Linked DNA regions of Mus musculus: region 1 is linked to region 2. A link is a contact called in public HiChIP or PLAC-seq data. All regions are on one chromosome and are shown on one strand. The core of a region is the stretch at or near the end of the contact, and the rest is flanking DNA. Distances in the headings are between cores, read along the strand shown.

Region 1 (4,910 bases), core at 2,347-4,846, 170 kb before region 2:
ATATCCTCTTCTGGCCTCCCTGGGTACCCACACACACGTGCACATACATTCACAGATACACATCCTTACACATAAATAAGACACCTTTACTTTCTATGTACTACACTACACTTTTCTATGCTTGTACTATCTTTCTTCCAGTGTTCTTATAGCTATGCTATATCTCTTCTGAGACCACACAGTAAGATTTTTGCCTCAGTTAGAATTTACTCAAGAAAAATAAAAAAATCTGTTCACATTGTGTGTGTGTGTACCTACAGGCTATCAATTTTTTTCCTTCTTCATCATCATCATCATTTTTGATGACAGAGCCTTACTTTGTAGCAGGCTGGCCTGGAACTCGACATGTAGACCAGGCTAGCCTCAAATTTACAATTGCCTCTGCTTCCTGAATGCTGGGAATGAAGGTATACACCACCATACCCAGCAAAAGCTGTACTTCTAAATAGCCAAAAGCAAAACACAAATGATCATCAACAGATAAATGAGCAAACAAGTTGTGCTATATTCATACAATGGGACACTAAACAGAATAAAACAGGAGGAACCTTGAGATAAACCAACCACTAACACAATACAATTACAGCAATTATGCTGAACTAAAAATAAAAACCTTTATTTCATTTATTTAAAATGCAAACTAATTACATTAACAAAGCAAATCAATTATTACAAAGGAGCCAAGGGAAAGACACGGGGTAAGAAGGGATGGGGACGGCAAAGGAATACAAGGCTGACATTCAATAGAAGTGCATGTTGTCTACCAATTGAGCCCATTAGTGAACAAGCCAGTGCAATATTCATCAACAACCAGGAAAAGGGAACTAACATGTGTGACAATACAAGAGTGTCAAAATTCTTTTCCTAACTTAAGGGAGGTAACAAAATAAGGGTAGTATTAACTGCAGAAAGGAAACTTTCTGGGCTGAATATATTCTTAAGTCTTAAACTAGTCGTATATGTTAATTATAAAAAAATAAATTTCATTTAGATTAAAGGTGTATGTTTAGGTTGTCAGTACAAAAATAACACTTCAAAGTAAACTCTGAGGAGGTCCAGTGACCAGCCCAAATCGGGATCCATCTCAAAGGCAGGCTCAAAGGCCTGACACTATTACTGATGCTATGATGTACAGACAGAAGCCTAGCATGGCTGCCTTCCGAGAGGCCCAAAAAGCAGCAAGACACAGATATTTATACCCAATCAGTGGACTGAAGTTGGGGACCCCTGGGGTTGAATTAGGGAAAAGCTAGAAGAAGCTGAGGAGGAGGGTGACCCCATAGGAAGACCAGCAGTTTCATCTAATCCAGACCCTGAGATCTCTTAGACACTGAGCCGCCAACCAGGCAGCATACACTAGCTGATATGAGGCCCTGGACACATATACAGCAGAGGACTGCCTGGTCTTGCCTCAGTGAGAGAAGACACACTAACCCTCTAGAGACTTGGGGTGGGTTGGAGGTGGAGACATCCTTTTGAAAACTGGGGGAGGGGCGTATGGGAGGAGGAACTGTTGGTGGGCGGACCAGGAGGGGGATAACAACTGGACTAAAAAAAAGAAAAAGATTAAAGATAATTTTAAAAACAAGTAAACTCTAAGCTGATGAGCTGGCTCAGTAAGTAAAGGCACTGCTGTCAGTAGAAGCCTGACAACGGGAGGTCAATCCCTAGGACCCAGTGGTGGGAAGAAAGAACCAACTCCTACAAGTTACCCTCTGACCTCTTCCTATATGCTGTGCTATGCACACATCCTCCCATACAATAAATACGTCAATGTAATTTTTCTGTTGTTTTGAGATAGGGTCTTTCTATGTAGGCTTGGTTGAGATTAGCCTGCCTCTGAGATCCACCTGCCTCTGTATCCTGAGTACTAGGATTAAAGGCATGCACCACAACCATCCAGCTACAAATATAATTTTTTAAAAAGTCACCTTTGTTAACACAGTAGGTTTACTATAATTTAAAAACAAACAATAATGAGTGTCATCAACAATGGAGAAATACCAAAACACCAATACACTGCTAATGGAAATATTAAATGATACAGTAACTTTAATAGTATTATTTGTAGAAATCCTCAAACAGAAACCACACTGAACGTCTACCATCCACTACCTGGCTCAGCAGTAAGGAACAGTTACAGAAGCCTGAGCACCTGAGTTCAATCCTCGGAACCCATATAAAGGTGGACGGAGAAGAGAAACGCCACAGGCTCTCCCCTCATCTCCAGACGTGCCACTGCGAGTGCAGGCACACCCTACCCCCATTATGCAGACATAAAAAGAAAGTAAGGAATAAAGAAACTACAAACTTCCAAAAATTTTTTACACAATGTAATTCAAATACAACATGACTTGTGACATACAACTAAAATTCTAGCTAGTATTACAGTTGAAGGAGGAGGATTGTTTTAGGATTTAGAGACCAGGCAGGACAATAGCGTAAAAATCTTGTCTCAAAAAACAAATGAATAACCTACAGCTGGTTAGGTATTTGCTATCCAAGACCAGAAACCTGAGTTTCCTCTGATTTTCATATGCACACACAAACAATTTAAAATTTTTAAAATATATTTTTAAGAGAAAGCACATAGAAAGAGTCAAATAATTGCTTAAAAAATTAAGTTCTCAGAAAAAGATCAGAGACAGTTACAGTCTTTCTTTCAAAAGCCCAGAATTCACTTCCTTTACCTCCATAGCCTCCTGAGCGACCTCTGGCATGTGTGACTGAGGAACCAGTTGTACGAGCCCTGTAATTAGTTCTGCTGTACTGCTCTGAGTTTCAGGGCCCTGTTTTCTTGGATTCTGTAGGAGAAAAACAAACTTCAGTTTTGCTTTTAATAACTGTATTTATTATTTATATATTATTTATTATTTATATGCATGTGTGTAGACAGGACATGGGTGCAGGTGGCCATGGAGGCAGAAGAGTGTTGGCTTCCTTGGAGCTGGAGCTACAGTCAGTAGTGATCTGCCTGCCTGTGTCTGGGAACCAAAGGCAGGCACTTTGGAAAAAGCAGAAAGTACTTAAGCACTGAGCCATCTCTCCGGCCCCGTCAATCTTCACATTCTGGGTTGGGGGGGTGGGGGTGGTTTTGTTTTTTAAGACAGAGTTTCTCTACATAGCCCTCACTGTCCCAGATCTCACTCTAGACCAGGCTGGTCATGAACTCAAAGATCCACTTACCTGTTATCCAAGAGCAACGTTAGCTAAAAGATATTTAAGTTGGACCAGGCATGACAAAAGTCTTTAAAGAGACCATTCTAACACAGTGCAGAGAAATGATTGGGGAATGTAAGAAATGGTAGTAGCTGGGAACACATAGAGTGACAGGAACCAGGACAAAGATGGTACAAACACAAGACACAATCAAATTACTTCAACAAGATCCCATGATGGAGACCATCTTTACATTTCTCCTAGTAACTAAGGTTTAGAATTTATGTGTACAATATTGTTTTACTTTCCTGGGTTACTGAGGAAAGTCACTTAACCACTAGATGGCAGCAAAGAAAGCACTGTCCATGAAGCTAGGCAGCTGTCCTGGGTAGTGACAATTAGCCTATCAAAGGAAACCCCACCCACCCTCTCAACTCCCCCAAACACAAAACAAAGCCCACAAAACGCAGGAGTAGGCCGGGGGTGGAGCTTTTGCCTGCTTTACAAAACTACCTGATTCTGGTTCAATCATCCTCATCAAGGGAAGTAAAAAGGATTCCATAACTCTTGGAAGACAGCAAATTTTACTTAAAAACTATTTTCCCTCAAACAATTCAACCCTTGTTCTTCAAACAATAACCTATTTAACATGAAAATCACTGGTGACCCTGGTTCACTGGTGAACATAAAACTGCAGCCAAGTAAACAGAGTAACCCTAGCATCCTGTAGCAAGCACAGTGAGATGTCACCACAGTTCATGCCACACACCCGAGAAACCAAAAGAACAAAGTTAATTTTCAGAGTCCACTAACAAAATTTTTAAAACTTTTCCAAACTAAAGATTTAACTGTTTATTCTATTAAACTCTCAAATTTGGGTGGACTTTTCAAAAAACACAAAAAGATAATAGGTCTTCTTTTGGGGTAACCCATACTTTAGGAACTTCATCCACTCTGGCTCTATTATCTCTCATTATCAGAAAAACTATTCATATGTAAATATTTTTTAAAATTCTAGAGTGGAGGCATGACAGTACATTTCTGTAATTCCAGCACTCAGCAACATCTAGTTCAAGGCCAGCCTGGGATACCCAACAAATCTGAGGTCAGTATGTCATACATAATAAATTCAATGCCAACCTAGTATACACAGCAAGATTTTGTCTCAAAAATCAAACAAAAACACGTGTGTGCACACACACTCAAAACGTGGGGTTCATAGAATTCTTGAAACCACAGCCACTTAGTCATGAATGCCTTCATTTTAGTAATTTGAAGAGCATAGCTGCAAAACCATAAAGCACCAAAGGATGAGCCTGACACTGAGTAAAGCAGAAGGCTTTACCTGATGGTCTAGAGACTTGATAGGCCTAGTGTAGCCTCCCCCAAGCCTGAAGCAAGCTGAGCCAGACCTTGACTTTGCTATGCCACTAAGGAGATCACCTAGGGTGGAGCCTGCCTCCCTGGATCACTCTGCTGTTCAGCCACTGCCTCTGCTGCTACCTGCTGGGAGTCCGCCTACACGTGGTCACCTGCAGCTCGGCTCCAAGGATGATTTGGCAGGAATGGGCTTCCCCCCTCCTTTATAAAGCGTGTCTGCCATTAAAAATTTGAGCCTTGATCAGAATACTGTCTTGGTTCCATATCTCTCTCTTGTCCACCTAGTTTCCCTCTTCTTTTTCAGTTCCAGGCTGCCTCCCAGGCTCGAACCCAGACATGAGAGCAGCAGGCCGACCCCAACAGTCTAGGAC
Region 2 (4,913 bases), core at 1,217-3,716:
ACTGGGAATTGAACCCGGATCTTCTGGAAGAACAGCCAGTGCTCTTAACCACTAAGATACCTCTCTAAGCCCTAGCTTTGTCTTTTTAATTCACTCCACCCCTTGCCCAGGGAATGATGTTGCCCAAATTTAGGGTGAGTCTTCCTACCCCAAAATCTAGACCCTTTCTCATGGACATGTCCAGAAGTTTGTCTCCTAGATGATTTTAGAGCCTGTTATATTAACCATGTTGACCTTCCCAATGGCAAGTGAGCTCCTCGCTTTGTCACGAATGTTAAATGGTTAATTAATGAAGCACTGATGCACCCCAATGCCCACAACGTAACATGACCCTACAAATATTAGGTATAATCACCAATGGGCACACAAATGAGACAATTATTTTTCATTTTACTGGTCACACTTTGTAGTTAAGAAAATCTTCAAGGCATCTATAGGCTACTCACATTAAGTGGGAGTTAAACAATTCTGTGAAAAAGTCCTTCAAATACTTCACAAGCAAAATAATGAAAAGAAAGGTAAGAAAATATAACTCACAAGCAGGCTCTCAAGAATGGTTATTTTCCATGGATTTCTATGGTGTAGTGTAATTAGTTGGGAGTTACAGCAGTTAGCCAAAAAATATTAACAGGGTGCTCACTTGGGCAATGTCTGTACTAAACAACAGTGTCAGCTCAGCAGTGGTGACACACACCTTTAATCCCAGTGCTTGGGAGGCAGAGGCAGGCAAATCTCTTGGAGTTCAAGGCCAACCTGGTCTACAGAGCTATTCCAAGACAGCTGGGGCTACACAAAGAAACCCTGTCTCAAAAAACCAAACCAAACCAACAACCAAACAAATCAGCATAACTCCCGAGCAAGGCTGACTCACGAATTCCTGAAGCCTTCCAGATTGTTTGAAGATAAGAGTCTTGGAGCCAGGTTGGCCTCATACTTGCTATATAGCAGAAGTGATCTTAAGTTCTTGATTCTTGTGCCTTTGCTTGCCAAGAGCTGGGCTTTCGAGCATGTACCATTTGCTTTAGGTTTCTGAGGAACTGGAGCTGGACTCCATGGTTCCTGTATACTAGACAAATATTTTACTAACTGAGCTATACCCCCCTCCTCCAGCCCTGCAAGTTTGTGAAATCTGCATATTTTTGTATGAAAACTCAAAAAAAAAATAGCTGGGAAGATGGCTCAGAGGTGAAAATGCAAACCTGACCGTTCGAAAGCCCAGAACCCAGGTTAAAGCAGAAGGCAGGAGATTACAGACTACTACTCTACAATCCCTTCACTCTAACAGGGCTGTCAGGGAGTCGGGAAGTTACAGGGCCAGCTAGCATGGTATACAAGCACTGAAATCATGAGAGACCCTGTCTCAGGAAAGGTGGGAGGTGAGGACTCATATCCTAGGATGTCATCTGACCTCTGAATGCCTGCATTCACACAGAAGCATTTAAGACACATGAACTCTCAAAAAAAAAAAAAGACTCAAAAACATGCACATATCTCATACACACATAATAAATAAATAAGCTAAAAACATTAGGGGACAATAATGGTCTGTATTTGACAAGATTGAATTTTCTTTTTCCTTCTACTGTTCGTCAGGCAGCACCATTGCCGTGCATGAAGTTCTGGACAAACATATTGTCAAGCAGTAACCAAGTAATTTTTTTTAAAGAAGGGGATGATTTATTTCTATTAATCATCATGATCTTAAGAATTTCTACCTTGGGCAAAGGGACATGCACACAGTACATGCACTACCTATGGTGTTTGAGATCTAAAGTTATGCTGGGCAATTCTGTCTTCCAGGAGTATCTGAGAAAATCTAAGCCGTTATCTGTTATCCTTTGGAAGAAAGAGTCCCGCAAGGGCCACTAAAATGCAATGACATCATTTATAGATGGTACTTAGATTGAGATGTGGGGCACACCCAAACAATGATGTGGAATAGCTAGCTGCTTCCTAGAGACCTCAACTTCTGTGGAAGAAGGGCAGATTCTGAGGTAGAGGTCATATTGGCCAGCTCTTCAGGAGACCTGACTTTAGGGACCAATTAGAACAGAGGCAGTCTTGGGGAGGCCTCAGAGGTGCCCATCACCCTGGGTCTCCTTCATCAACTGAGTCTTTCCTAAAACCAGTTTGTTCTGTCCTGACCAATTGGACACCACTATGCTAGTTTCCATCATATCTTTCTTCAGCGCAACCTTCACTTCCCAGGTACTAAGGAGCCAGAGACGTAGCTAAAAGGGATTAAGCACGTGAAACGTCTACTTTGCCCTTTCCGGTTCGGTCACGTGCATTATATAATCCCGGGCTTGCCCTTGGCAATGAGCCTTCGACTTCGAAAATGCCCGCAGGTCGCGCTTTGAGGGCTCACGCCCGTCCGTGAATCCAGACCATCACGTCCCCTGCGTCGAGGGGCGGGGCCTGATGGTCTGACGTCACCCACTACACCCCGCCTCCCAGATATTATCAGTGCCGCCCGCCATCTTGTCTCAGTGTCTGGTTTGGCGGCGGAAGCATTGGCGGGCTGTGTGAGTCTGTGAGTGGAAGGCGCGCCGGCTCTTTTGTCTGAGTGTGACCCGGTGGCTTTGTTCCAGGCATTCCGGTGATTTCCTCCGGGCAGTCCGCAGAAGCCGCAGCGGCCGCCCGCGCTCTCTCTGCAGTCTCCACACCCGGGAGAGCCTGAGCCCGCGTCACGCCCCTCAGCCCCCGCTGAGTCCCTTCTCTGTTGTCGCGTCCGAATCGAGTTCCCGGAATCAGACGGTGCCCCATAGATGGCCAGCTTTCCCCCGAGGGTTAACGAGAAAGAGATCGGTGAGGCTCGGGATGGAGGGGGAGCGCGGGGTCTACCGGCAGAGCGTGAAGGGGCTGGCTCCGGGGCCCGGGGGGAAAACGGGGGTGGGGGATGGGAGAACGGGGAAGTCCGATGCCAAGGCCCACGAGCGCGGGGGACCGGATGCCCGGGCTCCGGAGAAATGGAGAGGAGCAAGGACTGACGCTGCGTGGCGGGAGGAAGCGGTCCCGCGATGGGCGTCGGCCGGGAGTGAATGGACCCAGAGCGGGCCTCCCGAGTTTGCTCAGCGCCGGGCAAACCCTAGTGACACCATCACAGCTGGGGTGCGGATCGGACGTCCTGGGATTCTCCCGGCTGTGTCTTGGATATCGAATGGACCTGGAGAGTTACTAGCATAGGCTAAGTGGTCTATCCTAGGCTCTCTTTGGTGGGAAGAAGTTGTGAACTTTTGTGTTTTTTGAGGCGCAGCAGGAACAGCAGCATCTGTATGTCCGGTACTCTATTGAGAAAGGGACCTGGAGAGGTGTCAGCGGCGTAGAAAAAAAAGTTTTAGTGTTTTTTAAAGGATGGCGTTATGAAAGTGAAGGGTTCTAAGGAGGGAATATGTTGCCCACCTACACGGGGGGGTGGGGGTGGAAGGAGCCGTGAGAATAGGTGGAATGGCTGAAGGAGGGCTATTGTACAGAGGATGTAGCCGTGGCTAGACCTGTCACGCGTCTGGCTGAAGCCTGGACAATGGGGAGTGGAAGGGCGTGGGCCAGACCTGCCCGTTGGCCCCTTTAAAGCACTTAGCATTATTTAAATTCTCTCAAAGGAGTCACCTTTGAGCCCATTGGATGACATTCGTTGAACAAAATTATCGTCAGTAGACACTGACTTTACAGTTTTGTCAATTGGATTTTCATGTCCATGCTAAAGGTAGGGGCAGGACTCCATGAGTGTGTGAAGAGTTCCAGGTCAGGCTATAACTGAGCTACTACCCTCTTTAACAAGGCACTGTCACACTTCCTTTCTGGTCGTGAAATCGGAGGATGGAATGTGAGGAAGAACTTGAATCTGGTTAGCCTTGTTCAGTGATGACTCATGATGTAAGTGCTATGCAGATAGGTTGGGTTTTAGGGCTGGTTCCCACCCACTGCCCCATTACTTTTTTTTTTCCCCAAAGCACTTTAGAGAAAAACCTTGAGGTTGATAATATTTTACTAGTCAGTACTTGAGTATTTAAAGCAGCTAATTAAAGTATAAAAATCGTTTGTGTCTGTTAGCTAACAAGGAAACGTGAAGGCACTTAGAAAAATGCTGACTATGTAACAATTAGAATGTCTTACATTTGAAGATGAGTTAGTGAATTGTTTCTTGGGGTTTGGTGTTTGAACCAGCCACATCTCTATCTCATTAACACTTTATAAAGAAAAGTAGCCAAATGAGTGTACCCAAGACTAGTTTTTAAAAGTAACCTTAAAGTACAGATATAAATCTCTGGGAAATAAAGTATTCTTCTTAGATCAACTTGGGAGCATTCTCTTTTAAAGCGAATGTTTCCATTGCCTTCTTTTAAAAAGTAGAATTTTAAAACTTGTTTTCCTTATTTGTGAATGAAGTCCTTCCTAAAATTCATTTTGACCAATAGATGAAAGTTAAGCAGGAATCCCAGTTTGGGGGGCTGAGTATGAGAAGAACCCCAGTGAAAGGACCGTGTAAGAGTATATGTAGGCTTGGAGAAATGCAGGAAGCCTGCAGCAATGTGCTCCTTCTGAGGTTTCGCATTGAAAATGCATTCTGCTGGCATTGAGGCTCACCTACTCATGAGTCTTATATCAGACTCATGTGACTGCCAGTAACAGGAATGTGAGCTTATTCTATGTTGCTCCCTTTTGAAGAAGTGGGGGTTCTCTATCACTTTGGTTAAACCACACCAGGAAGTAGTCTCCAGTTCTGGGTATCACCTTTTTAAGGGTTACTACTAATGGGAATGTATTCCAGGAAAATGTAAAAATTAAGGTAGGAAAAGATAGAAAATTGACTCAAAACTTTATAATCTGAAGACTGATGGAAAGAACTAGAACTATTGTATCCTAGAGAAGACTCCTATATAGGTGTCATATGAGGTCATGAGGTCAAGATT

Evidence for each region. HiChIP or PLAC-seq counts read pairs in DNA pulled down with a chosen protein or histone mark.
Region 1: a contact with region 2 is called in an H3K4me3 HiChIP or PLAC-seq map of forebrain, with 2.8 times the contacts expected there. The contact joins the enhancer-like site here to the promoter of Wsb1 in region 2. A contact is called at or near these places in 3 of 39 promoter capture datasets (the SN4741 cell line, hippocampal neurons and macrophages), 1 of 15 datasets of contacts at CTCF or cohesin (the NIH/3T3 cell line), 1 of 484 Hi-C or Micro-C datasets (embryonic stem cells), 8 of 115 datasets of contacts at active chromatin or transcription factors (the 230-238 cell line, cardiomyocytes, embryonic basal ganglia and 4 more) and 2 of 9 other capture datasets (adipose tissue and liver).

The regions. Positions count from the first base shown.
Region 1 is chr11:79,426,472-79,431,381 of GRCm38.p6, reverse strand. Nf1 (neurofibromin 1) reads right to left here. Exons shown (of 58, transcript NM_010897.2): 14 at 2,691-2,804. Among named protein-coding and RNA genes, the nearest start is that of AU040972, 55 kb to the left of the region's middle. Within about 2 kb of position 3,596, at least 43 of the 459 cell types and tissues checked have an H3K27ac peak or open chromatin away from gene starts, as enhancers often do. A contact at or near this core is called in embryonic stem cells and forebrain, where this site is marked.
Region 2 is chr11:79,252,248-79,257,160 of GRCm38.p6, reverse strand. It overlaps Wsb1 (WD repeat and SOCS box-containing 1), which reads left to right and starts at 2,466. Exons shown (of 9, transcript NM_019653.3): 1 at 2,466-2,808. The coding sequence starts at 2,769.